Regions from separate parts of the Mus musculus genome. Here region 1 is linked to region 2. A link is a contact called in public targeted proximity ligation data. All regions are on one chromosome and are shown on one strand. The core of a region is the stretch at or near the end of the contact, and the rest is flanking DNA. Distances in the headings are between cores, read along the strand shown.

The links.
Region 1: a targeted proximity ligation map of astrocytes shows a contact between it and region 2, with 2.3 times the contacts expected there. A contact is called at or near these places in 4 of 39 promoter capture datasets (hippocampal neurons, liver and stem cell-derived epiblast-like cells) and 1 of 130 datasets of targeted methods (astrocytes).

Annotation. Positions count from the first base shown.
Region 1 is chr19:38,835,004-38,839,513 of GRCm38.p6, reverse strand. Tbc1d12 (TBC1D12: TBC1 domain family, member 12) reads right to left here and starts at 2,935. Exons shown (of 13, transcript NM_145952.4): 1 at 2,068-2,935. The coding sequence starts at 2,807.
Region 2 is chr19:38,262,166-38,266,684 of GRCm38.p6, reverse strand. Lgi1 (leucine-rich repeat LGI family, member 1) reads right to left here and starts at 1,998. Exons shown (of 8, transcript NM_020278.3): 1 at 1,588-1,998; 2 at 1,039-1,110. The coding sequence starts at 1,802. Gm32771 (a long non-coding RNA gene) reads left to right here. Exons shown (of 6, transcript XR_003952844.1): 6 at 1,949-2,151. Gm32491 (a long non-coding RNA gene) reads right to left here. Exons shown (of 3, transcript XR_386684.3): 3 at 4,023-4,102.

The DNA of each region.
Region 1 (4,510 bases), core at 1,686-4,185, 570 kb before region 2:
AAGACCTACTACAATATAAAATGTACCTCATTGTGTACAAATAGGCACACAACTGTGTAACTTTCTAAACCAGAAATCCTGGGGACAGCTGGGACTGTGGCTCAGCCTGATGTGCATGAGGTTCTGGGTTTGATTCCCAGCACGGTATACACCAGACTTGTTTGTCAACACCAACTTGTTTTGTCAAAGCCTCCAATCCTAGAGGGTAGTAAGAGAAAGGTCAAGGGCCATCTCGGTCATCCACTTGGGCAAGTCAAGGTGCACCCGGGCTACAATGATGCTGTATTAAAAGAAAGCGTTTCTATTGCTTCAGGTTATAGTTTAAAATCTCTGAAATGAATAAAAACAGGAAAAACTGTGAGAGATAAGAGTTTACAAGTTGGAGATATTTGATTTGCCACGCAATAAACCACCACCAACAACAACCCAGAGTCAAAATCTACCTGACAAGACACTTGCTTTTCAGGAATGTGCAGTGTTCTGCCACCACTTCCCTATCCCTATGAAGCCAGAAGAGCCTCCATCTGGAATCTGCAAAGTCCAGCATCATAATATAACTTTCAAGAATGTTAAATCACAGATAAAACATCACTAAAAATTAAAGTTACCCCAGCAATGTAGAGGGGCTGAGGAAAATCCCAACTGAGGTAGGGTAGGAGGGGGTTTGAAGGCCAGCTTCAACTACATAGCAGGCCCTTCTTGATGGGATATGAGGGAGAATGAAGTCTCTCCAGGTAATTACAGTGTTCCAGCAATCCATACCCATAAAATACATGCTCCCAAACATAAAAACTCACATAAAAGTGAGTCAAACCTCACCCCCAACACACACACACACACACACACAGAGAGAGAGAGAGAGAGAGAGAGAGAGAGAGAGAGAGAGAGAGAGAGAAGAGAGAGAGAGAGGAGAGACCACATGATGTTGCTGAGGATGTAACTCCATAGGTAGGCTACTTGCCTTGTGTCCCTGAGTTCAATTAACAATGGGGGTTGGGGGTTGGGGGTAGGGAAGTTCATGAAGAGAGATAAAGCCTATCTGAGATAAGTAGAAGAGGATTTCCTAATTTCCTAGAGAGCTATAGTAATCTGAGCTAAAAGACTGGGATCTTATTCTAAGCACTAAACTGCCAGTTTCGTTCTGTTTCGCTTTGTTTAGAAACAAGATCGTGCTATGTAACCCTGGCTGGTCTGCTAGTAGATCTACTAATAGCTGTGTAGTCCAGGCTGCCCCTGAACTCATGGCAATCTTCCTGCCTCATCCTTCTATAGGAGTACCGGCATTAAAAGTGTGTACTCCCGACAAGGAATGAGCTTTAGTAAAAGCAACGGAAACAAATACTATGAAAAAAATATCATTTCTGAGCCCAGCATGGCGGCATATGCCTTTAATGTCAGCACTTGGGAAACAGAAACAAGCGGATCTCTGTGAGTTCGAGATCAGCCGACAAAAATCAAAAAAGAAAAAGAAAAAAAAAATCATTTCTGAATTTAAGAATCCCCAAACTAAGCCCGCAAAATAGCAAAGACATTTTCCACTAGACTTGACTTGAGTTGAATCCCCCCTATCCAGAGAATGGGAGAGGAAGAGCCCAAAGATTGTTTGATCTCCACGCAAGGATACATGTGCGCACACACATTAACACAAAATAAGTGTGCAGTTAAATTATTTTTTTTTTTAAAAAAAAACCTCGAATCCCCAAACTAATGGAACGGGCTTAGACTCCAAGCAAATAAACTTCACAGACTTCTACACCACACACTGCCGCCCGCCCAGTCCAAATCCTAGTAATACAATTACAAAAAAATAATAGGGCAGTGGTTATCTGATGTTCCAGATGAAGAAACTGAATGTGTAGTATTGGGAGGCTGGTCAGACCTGGAAGCACAACGCTTCCTGGGGACGGAGTAACACCAATCCTGGCTCCAGGCCCGGAGCTCACAAAGCCATCCGGTCCCCCTACCCTAGCGACAGATCAAAGCTGAGTCCCGACGTTCCTGTTCCGTACGCTGGAAGGCAGCCCGTTCCCGGCCCCGCCCAAGCCCCTCGCGCGGCCAGTGTGATACCTGGCGAAGAAATCCGCGAAGCCACCGCTCCGTCGAGCCCGAGCCGTGGTGCCCCCGGGACCCTGCTCTGCCGCTGGCAAGGGTGCGGACGGCCCCGCTGAGGGCAGGAGGTCGCCGGCGCTCTGACGGCGGCTCACCTCGAACGTGTTCCGAGAGCCGAAGCGGGCGTCGGGGAGGCCGAGGCTGGGCTCCGCGCTCTCGACGGCCCTCCCGGCAGGGGTGGCGGCTGCGGGGTCCGGGTCGTCCGTGTCCCCGGCCGCCAGGCAGCAGCTCCGCAGCGGGTCCTCGAGCGGCGCGGCCCAGTCGTCCAGGCCACCCGCACCGTCCACGCCCTCGTCCGCGGGCTCCAGCAGGCAGGGACGGCCGCAGGTTCGGCGGCGACGTGCCTCCTCTGGGCCGCGACGGTCCTGGCGCAGCAAAAAGCCCGAGTCTCCGTTGGTCATGCCTGAGCCGCGCGCCGCGGGGACTGCTGCCGCCGCCGCCTCCTCCGCCTCCGCCTCCGCCCCGCCGAGCCCGGGCTTCAGCGGGCCCGCGGCCGCCGCGAGGTACCGCTGCAGGAGCTGCCGCGGCGGCGGCGCCTCCTCCTCTCCAGCCTCCTCCGGCGGCTCCGCGGCGACAGCGCCTCCGCTAAAGCCGCTGGTGGCCGGGACGGTCTTCCCGTCCTGACCCATGGGCCCCGGGACTGGGAGCAGCTCGGCGTTCCTTCCCGAGCAGGCTCCGGCATCCTCGGGACCCATCATCTGAGGCGGCGGAGGAGGACTGCCCTGCGTGCAGGGTTCGCGGCCACGGCCGCCGCGACGTCCCCGGACCCACCCCTCCCACCCGGCGGCCGGGGCAGTTGCCGGAGGCCGGGCACGCGCTGGGATCGCGCACGCGCACCAGCGGGGCCGGGCCTGCCCGCGACCCGGCGCGTCCCCGAACCATAGAGACGGCAGCTAGAGCGACCCGGGAGGACAATCTGAGATCCTCCACCCGGGTGACAGTGCTTAGCCTAAGGGAGGGCAAGGCTCACTTCGCATAAACCATATCACTTGACGGCGATTTGTTTGTGAGAGGAAACTAAGGAAGTTAGTTTAAGTGCTCCTGTCTTGACAGTTTTTACCTTCTCTAACAGCAGTGAAGAACTCCTGGAACCGTTCAGGGCTTCGTTGTCCACATGACAGCCCCTTACCTATCTTTTCCACTTAGTCTTCCATGTTTACCAAAGTCTGATCTCCTAACACTTTTTAACACGTTGGTTGTTGGTTGTCGTGTCACCTGGGTACGGAAATGAAATGGAGCCAGGGCGAGAAGGACTGTTTGGCTCAGTGGTTAAGATTGCCGACTGCTCTTTCAAAGGTCCTGAGTTCAAATCCCAGCAACCACATGCTGGCTCACAACCATCTGTAACGAAATCTGATGCTCTCTTCTAGAGTGTCTGAAGACAGCTACAGTGTACTTACATATAATAAATAAATATTAAAAAAAATAACTGCAGCAACCTGTGGTAATGGATTAAGATATAATGACCGTTTAGTGGAAATAAAATGTATTTAATGTGTGAATCGCAAGACATAATAACTAGCCACAGGAGTGATAGGAGAGCAGCCAGGAATAACAAGGCTATGAGATTGCTGTGGTGTGAAGAAACAGGAAACTGGATTGGGGAAAGACATTGGAATTAACTAACATAGTGAGAGTTATAAACTTGGGTTAAAGTTCTGGTTTGGTCGAAGGGGCCATTTATGTAAGCCACAAAGGGGGTCGGGGGATATCAAGTGACTCTACCTCCATAGAAGAATGAGCATAGGGCAGAGACCCAATAGTGTTGGTATTTCAGAAGAGATGAAGTTGTTGTAAAAGGCCCAAATAGACATTGTTGTAGTAGGATAATGCAGTAACTAGAGACCATTCATTCTACAAATGCCTCTGAAAGCAAGTATAGAAATAGAATGGAATACTTAGCAAAACAAAGCAGTAAAAGCGTTTATTATCAAGATCTTTTGAAAGGTGGAAGATAGCTCAGTTGGTCACGTTGTCATGCAAGCATGAGGACCTTTCCTGTATCGCAGCACTCACATAAAAAGCCACTTTGTAGAATGCCCTTGTACAGCTAACATTGGAGAGGCAGTCCCTGGGATGCTCTGGTAACCGGCCTGGCTAAGGCAGCTGGCCTTAGATCTTATTAAGAGGTCATGTCTCAGACAATAAGATGGGCAGTCCCAAAGGAGTAACAGCTGAGTTGAACTCTCTCCTCCCTAAATATGAGTGTATACTTACCTCATACATAGGAACACACACACCTGAACATACATACACAAAACATCTTTCAAAAGGAAAAACCAAAGAATGTGTATAAACCAGAAAGAGAGAGAGAGAGAGAGAGAGAGAGAGAGTAGATAGATCCTGTATTAGTTACAGGGACAGTACCCAGAATACATACAGAAATAAGCCAGTGTGGTAG
Region 2 (4,519 bases), core at 749-3,248:
CAACATTCCAGTGATTAGTGTGATGAGATTAGTGGGGTGAGATTCGAACACAGGACTCTTCAACTTCAAATGCACAGTGTTTGCCCATGCATAAACACAATGGCTAAGCATGGATGGCAAGGAAACAAATATAAATCTAGAAAGCAAATAAATTAAAAGCTTGGATCTTAATCACACAGTTAAGTAAGATATCTCAAATTCAGCATATGGACAGTCGACTGTGTCTGTTTTGGAAGTGTCTGTCTGCTAATCTATGATTGATGCTGGAGCACCAGAGACCCCTTGACTCTCATGTGATACCCATGAAGAACTAGGCTCCAGTTGCCAAACATTATTCATCAGAACAAATTATACATATTTCATTATCCCTGTAAAGAGGTCTGATTTCCTAGTCCAGTGCTATTTTTGAATATTTTTCAGGCATGGACTGAATATGTGGCTCCCTTGTGGCCATCTCAAAACATAGAACAAGGAGTATTTGCTGTATTAATATCATCTTTTCCTTGCTGTGAGGGGACTAGTTATAAATTAGAAAGCAGCCTCTTGAGAATTCGTATTTTAAGAAATTACCTAGAAAGAACCAAGGGTGTTTTTTTTCCTCTCTCTTTTTCTCCCCACATGGTAAATCATACAGAGACATAGTCTGCCCCAGATCCCCAAGAGACAACATCTTGAGTGCATATGTGATGCTGGGCTCTGAATTGACAAACCCAAGAACTCCAGCGCAAAATAACCGAAGTTCCCCAAGTTAAAAATGAAAGTAAGATCATCAAAATTAGTATTCTTGTTGCATCGTCCCAACAACTTCACAAATAGCCATTAAGCTAGACAGCATCACAGGTAATTGAATTTAAAGAATCAACTTTTATGGTGGATGTGAAGTTACAAATAACCCATCTATCTCCCGCTTTACCCATGTTCTCGCCCCTTTCAGAAGCATCATCACATTCAACAGAAACAATATTAAGCTCGTTTTACTAGAAGGCTTATCCGAATACATGCCATATTAAAAATAGTCATTATATAAATGTTTCTCACAAGAGCTGCAGCGATGGTGTGAATAAGAAACTCCCTTCTGAGATTTCAGTAAAACCAGATCTCACAAAGGATCTGAAAGAAAACAAAACACACACACACACAAAACAAACAGACACACACACAAAGAGACACACACAGAGAATAGATCTTATGTTAATCCAATTTACCATAACAGTTGCTATATTCCCCCACTATTTTATAAAGTACGATTCTGTCCCTTCCTAGAGGAAGCGAGAGAGAGAGAGAGAGAGAGAGAGAGAGAGAGAGAGAGAGAGAGAGAGAGAGAGAGAGAAAGAGAAGCCTGCTCCAGGTGCCTCCGGATAATGTCCAGGGTGGGGGCTAACTAAGCATGATCACTAGCAGCTTATCAAAAAATCACAAATTTTAAATGCAGGAAAATGTTAGTGCTGTCAAATGGTCAGGCATGCAAGAGGAATCTGTCTCACGAGCTCCATGCCCCTCTCAGAATACATACAAACCCCCAAATCCACCAGCTGGATTTTTTCTTTTAAATTGTAAATTAGATATCAAAATGCTTACGGGCCTTACAGTGAGATAACATCAGGAGGAACGGTGCGTGGAATGGATCTCGCATTCTCACATAAAGCGTTATCTTTGCTACAAGTACACACGGCAGGGCATTTTGGCTTCGCTGGTTTCTTCCCCTCAGTCAGCAAAACCACAGAAAAGAGGCATAGGAAATAGGCAATTCTTTTCAGGGGAATGCAGGCATTTCCCATCCTTCTGCTGCTTTCTGATTCCATGCAGTCGAGAGAATATCCCCACACATGAACAGGGCTTCTGGAATTCAGCTGCTGATTGTCTTGCTCTAAGAACAGGTCACATAGGAGTCCACCCTTCTCTGCTTCTCTATCTGCTTTTTTTTTTTTTTTTTTTTTTTTCAAAACAGGGACCTCCAGCTGATTCGTGAGCTGTTCCTCGCTCAGGCAGCGCACTGCTGGGGGAAGAGACCTGTGAGGTGCTGCGAGGTGGGAGCGAGCCAACTGCTGGAGGAAGAGAGCCGACTCACTTCACAGAAAACACTGAGCACAGACCAGTCTTCGAAGGCAAGCGAAGTGATGTAACAGAAAATAAACAGCTTTCTGCTTTCACCGGGAGGCCCTTTAATTGTTACCAAAAATAGGACGGCATTATGTCTTATTAGTGGGTGGGTGGGCGGGCGGGCGGTGGGGCATAGCATCTTAGCATAGGATGTGGGCAATCTCGGGAACCTCTGGGAATTTGCTCTTCATGTAGCAAACAGCCTAGTAAGAAAAACTAGCTTGGGGGACAGTCTTGGCTGGGAAGAGGAAGTTAAATGAAGCTGTCTGCTGTTAAATCCGTGCCTTCCCTGGCAGAGCCCACCTGGTTGATGCCACCGTTGAATGAAAAACCCGTGAACACACGGAGACTGTCAATTTCAGGGGAATACAGTGTGACTGAATACTTCTCTGACACTTATCAACTATTACAAATTATTGATTTTCATAATCCCCCACCACCTTGCACAGCCCACTCCTCCCTCCACGACAGGGAGGCGACAGAATGGTAAGCCGCCCCTGTGTATAATCCAGTCTCCTCCCTTCTTGCTCTCCCTTCTTTGGCAGTGTTCCTTCTAAAAGGCTGGAACGTACTCCCTGCCAGCAGGAGGCAGCCAACTCCAGCTTCCTGGGGCTTTGAAACTGGGTCTGGCTCACCCAGCAGGCTGCAATAAAGTGAAGTGCTAGAGTAAGCTAGAGACCCCACTTGGAGATCCCAGGTCATCTGGAAAGAGCGGATTTTTACAGACAAGGGAGCTATCCTGCCTGTAGAGTGGGGACATTAGGGATGATAGAGACGATAGGACAGATGGTCTCCTCATGACTGTGGGAACCAAATAAAAATCACAGGCTCTTATTGGCATATATCATAGGGAAGAAGAAGACACTCTCTTGGAAAGGGAAGTTTGTTTAAGGACAAAATCAAAATAGTGTGACCTTGGCTGTGAGGTTGTCCAGCCCCAGAGAGTGAAAATATCCTTAGGACAGTAGAAAAGAATGTCCTTTGACCAAGCTGATGGCGGCCATCCCTCATGGTGGCATAGCCACTCTGGTAAGTCAAGCACGGTCCTTCCTTTTCTTGCTTTTAAAAATTGAACGTATAAAATGAATTGTTCGAGTACCCGTGCCTTTATGAGACAAAGCCACCCTTATCAGAGGTCTTTGCCTTGCCATTCTCCCCCCCCCCCCCCCGCCCCTTGTAGCTGACCCTAGGCCAACTTCAGTGAACTCCTTTTGTTTGTTGGCTTAAAAAAAAAAAAAAAAAAAGAGCCTTGCTGTCTGTCTATGTAGCCTGTGATGATCTTAGGTTTTGTTCTTTCTGCCTCAGCCTCCAAAGTTGTGGGATTACAGGTAGGTGTTACAACTGACTCCGGGCTCAATGGCTCCTTTAACTCTATTGGCTTTGTGAGAGGAGGGCAGTGTTAGTCATGTTCACACTCTTATTGGATTGCTGGGATGAGGATGATGATGGTGGTGGTGATAATGTTGATTCGAGAGGATTAAAAGCTTCATGGAAGTGGAAACTGCTGCAAACCAGGGCCAGCATTCACTGTGTACAAGGTGGGGGTATCCAACGTGCCTGTAGGAGCTCGTTGGACAATGCATGGTCTATTCACATGCAGTAATCATATATTCACCTAATATACTTCAAATTGCCCCACAGTGTTATAATAAAGGGACTTGCCTTGGTCGGAGAGGTCAGGGCACACTTCTATGAAGAAACAGTGAAGGAGCGAGGAGGGAACAGCTTGTGCAAAGCCTGGGGTGCTCTGCCGAGCCATAGGATGCTGCTGCTGCTGCTTTAAGCAGAAATTCTTTCCTGGTGCATGTTTCAAAAAGACAGGTCTTAGAGAAGCCCTGCCTGTAAAATGGACTGTGTTACCACTGTGGATGAAAGAGACTGTTCTCGGAAACCCAGACCCGTGGGCAAGCCTCAGCTCACCAGTAATGTATCACTTCAAAGGTGGCCACAAGTTGAATCTTTTAAAAATTGAATCCTTCTGCAAGTGCAGGATGGGATCTCTCTGCATATAAGGAGATTACACGGTGAGGATTTTATACCGTCATTTTATTCAAATTGCCGCTCTCTTAATTCCCTGATTTTTAATAACTTTTGTTAACCACGACACAGTGGCCTTGAACGTCTTCATGGACCTTAGATCTTGGATCCAACCCCTGCATATTATATTTTGATGGGGAAACTGAGGCACTGAGCCCCCACACAGACACCTGTTGACAGAGCCATTACCCTGTATGACACAAAACAATGGTAAATAGGTGATTCAAACAACCAACGGGGTCAAACAGGATATTCCCTCCCTAGGATAGCCTCTCAGATACAACCAGATATCAAGATTGACAAGCCCTTGGCTTTGGGCTCCCTGACAGCCAAGCAGCCTCCCTCTCTCCCTCCCTCTCTCCCTCCCTCCCTCCCTCCCTCC